2 separate regions of the Mus musculus genome follow, and region 2 is linked to region 1. The links are chromatin contacts, called in public HiChIP or PLAC-seq maps. All regions are on one chromosome and are shown on one strand. Each heading gives the region's core, a stretch centred on a gene start, on an enhancer-like site or on the middle of the called end of the contact. The rest is flanking DNA. Distances are from core to core; before and after follow the strand shown. Region 1 holds the start of Tbc1d31 (TBC1 domain family, member 31). Region 2 overlaps Tbc1d31 (TBC1 domain family, member 31).

Region 1 (2,902 bases), core at 124-2,623:
TTACAAATAAATAAATAAATAAACCAAGTACCATTACATGCCTCATTAACAACAAGAAGGAAAGACATACATACACATCGGATAAGTCTTTGGCAGAGCCTGACTATGTCTGGATACACACCTTAAGTCTCAGGAGTCATACACACATCAGATGACTACAGCTCAAAACCGATCAGGAGAGAAAGGTCCTTTCCTAGCAGTGTGGTGAACTCAAGTCGTGTTCCCTTAAAAATATTTACACTCTCTTTTGAAAACCTCATTTAATTTTTACTTTAAGATTTTTCATTTATTTTCATATATGAGAAAAGTAAAGAGATATTTGCAACAAACAAAAGGTGGCTATCCCAGACAAAGAAGAAAATCTTTGTTGCCAGACTCTGTTGACACGGAATGTTGAGAGAATACATTTCTGGTCTTTTCATTTGGTTTTTGGTTTTTCGAAACAGGGTTTCTTTGTGTAACTCTGGCAATCCTGGAACTAGTTCTGTAGACCAGGCTAGCCTGACCTCATAAGATCTGCCTGCTTCTGCCTCCCAAGTACTGGGATTGAAGACGTGTGCCACTACTACCTGGCATTATTTCTGTTTTATACGCCAAACGTGGACCGATTTCATTAGAAATCGACTTGCAACTTCATACATCACTGAAGTGGAGTTAAAAGTATTATCTAAATTGCTTCTCTGTGAATTAAGTGCGTTGGCCTGTTAAGCACGCGGGACAGCCACACGTAGTAAGCACTAAAGAAACACTGAGTGAATTTTGCTAAGTGAAAAAGATTTCCGATGCCAGTGCAGCTGGTTCTTGACGTTTTTTTACTTTTCTAGATTATGAGGAGTGGGTTGCAAACCATAATGTGGGAGCATCTTGTAAATTTACGCAATTAAAGCGTGATGAGTATGGCAAAAAATAAACAAAAACAAACCAAACAAAGCGGAATTCATTTAGGTCTGTGGAGTTCTGCCGTGCCTGTAAGTTCTAGGAAAGGAACTCCTCCATTTCTCAACGAACTTGTCTTTTGCATCTTTGTTATTTCTATAAATCTCTTATTCTAAACGCAATAGAGAACGAAATGCAGGAGGCAGCAAGCTCTCAGGAGAAAAACACTTTTGGTGTCTGTTTGAGCCTATAGGTGTCAGAGAATTGAAGTCCCAGACTTGGTTTTCAGAAAACTACAACTCCCTGAAGCCTTTGGGTCGCAGAATTAGAAGCCTCAGAAAAGGGGTGGAGTCTAGAGAGAAGCCGTTGGTTGTTTCCATTGTCCAGAGTGGAGGGACCACAAGAGCGGAGGTGGGCGGATCCCCGTCCTGATTGGTTGTAACTAGAAGGGGCGTCCCCCGCGTGATTGGCACAGTCCTTGGGGGCGGAGACCCCGCGGCGGCCGCTCGAATTTCCCGGGTTGGGCGCGCGGGGACTGCTGGGTAGCTCTCGGGACGGTTACCCTCACCGGGTCAGCCGCGGATCGGAGTCGGGGTAGGGGTCGGGGTTCGACATGCAGAGCACTGACCTGGGCAACAAGGAGAGCGGCAAGATATGGCACCGCAAGCCATCGCCAGCCACTCACGACGGGTGAGGCCGCGGGCTGTGGAGACCGACGAGGGGGCGGGTCTGCGGGAGACTGAAGTGGGAAGCGTGGAGGAGGAATGCTGGCCCGGGGATTCTGACTCTGGCCGTGCGCTGCATCCCTGGGTTGGGACCTCAGGAGGAGCAAGTAGCTCCGGAAACCGTAGATTGCAGTTGTCCCAGAATCTGGTCCCTGGTCACGGTGAGAGGCAGGCAGGAGAAGGCTCTACGACTTGTGCAAAAGAATTTGCAGTTCAGCTGAGTGCCAGGACTCCACCTGCTTTGATTTATTAATGTCTATTCCAGTTGGGGGGAAAAAAAACTCCAGGAGGTGATGGGAGCAAAGAAAGCAATGCACATCTACCTTTCCAAAAGCCGATGCTCTCCATCCTTAAGTCATTCATTACATTGCACACCTGTAATGTTGAGAGCCTAGTGTGGGCCAAGCACGCTTTTCACTATGGAACAACGCTGGAACAAACTTAAGTTCTGCAGTGAGTGTTGCAGGGCCTGTCATTGGTGCGGGGACTTTTACCCGCCTGTGCTTCCTTTTATTCTGTTTGGAGTAGCGGGTTTAACACGCAGCCTCTTGTGTGACGTCAGTGGGAGTCTTTGCCCCCTCCCCCATTTGTTTTGGTTCCCATGGTGCCTGCCTAAGCGATCTTGGTGTTTCTGATTACCTACGTTTGCGTGGACTGCATAGTATCACTTGGGTTCATACCTCGAGGTTTGTTTCTCAAGAGACTTTTCTATTTATCTTTTAGTTGCTTCCCTAGAAATCAGACTAAGTGTTTTTGTAAGCTGAAAGCAGTTATAAGTGGATCAGCCACTTATTTGACTAGCCAGCCAGCCACTGTGGTTTCTGGTGGCTGTCCACCCTTTATCAGTGCTATTCACCCGTTGACCTATTGAATAAACAATCTTGTCAATAGTGGAGATTCTTCGGCGTTTTCCTTTCAGCTCGGAAAGCAGTTTTGAGCCAGGACAGCTAAGTTGAACCAGCCAGCAGAGCTCAGAAAGAACTAAAAAGGGTGAGCTTACTCAGCAGTAAGTCTCAGAGGTTGAGAACATTCTAGGTTTAGATTAGGTTGTCCGGAGGCTAGAAGCTTTGGGGACTAGGCCTAGGTTAAGAAACAAAAGGCAGTAAGCCTCCAGGATGACAGTTATATCAGGAGAATAAAAAACGTGTGTGTGTGTGTGTTGATGTGTGTATGTATGTATATATGTGTGTGTGTATGCATGTGTGTGTTGATGTGTGTATGTATGTGTGTGTGTGTGTGTGCATGTGCATGTGTATGTGTGTGTGCATGTGTATGTGTATGTATGTATGTATGTATGTATG
Region 2 (2,868 bases), core at 310-2,809, 45 kb after region 1:
TTTTTGGTTTTTTGAGACAGGGTTTCTCTGTATAGCCCTGGCTGTCCTGGAACTCACTCTGTAGACCAGGCTGGCCTCGAACTCAGAAATCTGCCTGCCTCTGCCTCCCAAGTGCTGGGATTAAAGGTGTGCGCCATCACCGCCCAGCTTACAATTTGTTTTTTACTCAATAGTCACGCATATCTGGTGGCTGCCATGCAGTCTGTGGTTGAGGTAATAATCCTTGTGTGTTGTAAATATTTTCAGCTGGTCTTTACCTATTGCCTATTAGAAATGTCCATAGTGTCATATCTTGATTTTAGAATTATTTAGAAGGCAGGTGGTTGTGACCCTCCAGGCCTACAGTGTTTGCTATCTGGTGCTCAGTAGAAAAGGTTTCCAGCCCAGAGCCTGTCTGGAAACGGACTGTAAGGTTGAGTTAGGGACCACGCTTACCTCTGTCTAGAAGGCAGGCTGTTGTCCCGACACCATTTGTTGAGTATTGGCGAAGTCCCTTGCTGACTGAGGGTTACTGCTACATGGACAGGTCTGTATAGCCCATCTTCTCCCTTGCTTTGTTTGTCCGCAATGAGTCCAGTAGCTGGGAGCTTCTCACCTCATCGCCACTCATTGTTCTTCCTCTTTCTTTAACTCAGTATTCTCAAATATTTATATTCCCAACAGAGAATTTTATTTTTCTGAATCTTCTCTCTCATCCAATTGAAATTCTCATTAGTATATTAAATTTATGCATTAATTTTGAAAGCTTAAAATCTAGTTTTGATAAAATACTAAATTTTAACTCTTGTAAAGGATTTAATTTAATACTTCTTGCTTTGTTTAAGGCTAATTAATTTTAATTGGCTTTTATAAGCTACAATTCTTTTAAATTACCTCACTAGTGAATCAAGTTAATAGCCTTGTATTCTTAACAAAAAGTGTGTGTTCTTTCCCAAAAGTGATCCACGTTCAGAACTCAGGTGTCATTATCCCAGATCCTCTTGACATACAGTAAGGCATCCTGATTCTTCTCAGTAGCATGGAGAGGCCCCTGCATAGCCCAGACTGCCCCAACTCCAGCAGGGACATGTGCACGTGACTGTGGACATTGCTCACAAACTCATGTGATCTTTTTTTATAGCTGCTTATCTCTGAAAATTCATAATCAAGTTAGCTCTGTGCCTGGATCCCCAACAGAGTGGGGTGGTGTGCCCAGCTTTGCCTTCCCTCTGTGTCCCCAGGACTCTGGCTGTAGCCTTCCCCTCTGTGTCCCCAGGACTCTGGCTGCAGCCTTCCCCTCTGTGTCCCCAGGACTCTGGCTGCAGCCTTCCCCTCTGTGTCCCCAGGACTCTGGCTGCAGCCTTCCCCTCTGTGTCCCCAGGACTCTGGCTGTAGCCTTCCCCTCTGTGCCCCCAGGACTCTGGCTGCAGCCTTCCCCTCTGTGTCCCCAGGACTCTGGCTGCAGCCTTCCCCTCTGTGTCCCCAGGACTCTGGCTGCACACTCAGACCTCACCTTAGCTAGCGTTTCCCCATACCTTCCGCATAGTCGGTTACAGACCATTTATCTTACCCCTTGAATGTGAGTCTGCGTCCCACTGTGCCCTCATTTTACGCCTCTTCCCTTACAAGTAGTTCCTAGTGCGCTGTCAACAGTGGAAATGCTCGGTAGTGACTAAGCAGTGACTCAGTCCTTCAGTGCTTGCCAGAAGAATCAATGAGGATAGGTAATTGATCGTAGTTTTGTTTTCCAAATCCACACCATTTACTTGATTCCCACCCCTGAAACACCTGGGTCTGTAGGCAGCCAGAGGCTTAGGAAGATTCTGTGGGGAGTGCCTCACCCAGCCCGCCTTAGAGCTGTGGGGACAGCAAGCTCCCGGTAAACACTCCACACAGAGAGTAGACTAACAATCAGCTCACAGGAAACTTCAATGTAGAAGAAGTTCAGAGCTTCATTTTTAATTGAACATGTTACTTTAATAAGAATAAACATTGTTTGTCTGCAGCCCAACTTCCAGTCGCCTGGTTTTCTGGAGCTGGGAGCTGGTTACCGTAACGGGGACAAGCTGCCACCTGCTCATCAGTCTGTCTCCATGGGCATATGGCGGTTGGGCCTGCTGTTTAAAAAACATAAGCTTAACCCATCTTAGCCCTGGATTCCAAGAGAGCACTGCCGTGCTGCCAGTTAGTCAGTTTCCAACCCAGTTCTACTTGTTGTGTTGGTAGTGCTCTGTGGGTGTCGGGTTACAAGATCACTGCACCTATTAAAGATTATGCTGTGAGGTCCTGACAGTCTGTGCTTCATCCATAGGTACAAATGAGAGATCAAGAAATCGCTGCCACAGCCAAGGACCTGGAAATAAGGCAGCTGGAACTCGAAGCACAAAAGCGACTTTATGAGAAGGTAGAAAGCAGCTCTCTCTGAAGGGAGGAAAGCGCTGCCCTTCAGCTGACCTGTGGACAAGGCTGGACCCCCTTGTGGTTTCTAGTATTCATTCTCTTTATCCTTTATGCAGAATATCGTGTAACTTAGCAAATGGCAGAATGCATATGTGTAATGCTTCGACTCCTGGTTCCCCAACAGTGTGGCCACATTTCCACGGTACCAGATTGAGCCCAAGTTTTGCCTCAAGATCTCACTCTTGCTGTTTGCTGAGCTCCCCTGTGTTTGTGTGACAGTGATTGAAAACACCCCTTTCCACCTGCTCAGTATCAGACTCCAGAACCCTCCCAAACCTGAAGTGCTGAGTGCTGAGTGCTCATATAGGAAGTGCTGAGTGCTGAGTGCTCACATAGGAAGTGCTGAGTGCTCACATAGGAAGATTCCCTGAACCTTTGGGTTTGAAGGAGCACAAAGCAAGAAATGGGAACTGCTTTAACCTAGAATTA

What was found. HiChIP or PLAC-seq counts read pairs in DNA pulled down with a chosen protein or histone mark.
Region 2: an H3K4me3 HiChIP or PLAC-seq map of intestinal crypt epithelium shows a contact between it and region 1, with 8 read pairs. The contact joins the enhancer-like site here to the promoter of Tbc1d31 in region 1. A contact is called at or near these places in 17 of 484 Hi-C or Micro-C datasets (the 3T3-L1 cell line, CD8 T cells, the G1E-ER4 cell line and 11 more), 11 of 115 datasets of contacts at active chromatin or transcription factors (the HPC-7 cell line, the SCID.adh cell line, double positive thymocytes and 6 more) and 4 of 9 other capture datasets (adipose tissue, embryonic stem cells, liver and 1 more).

The regions. Positions count from the first base shown.
Region 1 is chr15:57,910,826-57,913,727 of GRCm38.p6, forward strand. Tbc1d31 (TBC1 domain family, member 31) reads left to right here and starts at 1,374. Exons shown (of 21, transcript NM_001081396.2): 1 at 1,374-1,566. The coding sequence starts at 1,490.
Region 2 is chr15:57,956,047-57,958,914 of GRCm38.p6, forward strand. Tbc1d31 (TBC1 domain family, member 31) reads left to right here. Exons shown (of 21, transcript NM_001081396.2): 17 at 2,291-2,383. Among named protein-coding and RNA genes, the nearest start is that of n-TMcat16, 19 kb to the right of the region's middle. Within about 2 kb of position 1,560, at least 24 of the 459 cell types and tissues checked have an H3K27ac peak or open chromatin away from gene starts, as enhancers often do. A contact at or near this core is called in intestinal crypt epithelium, intestinal villus epithelium, pancreatic cancer cells and 1 more, where this site is marked.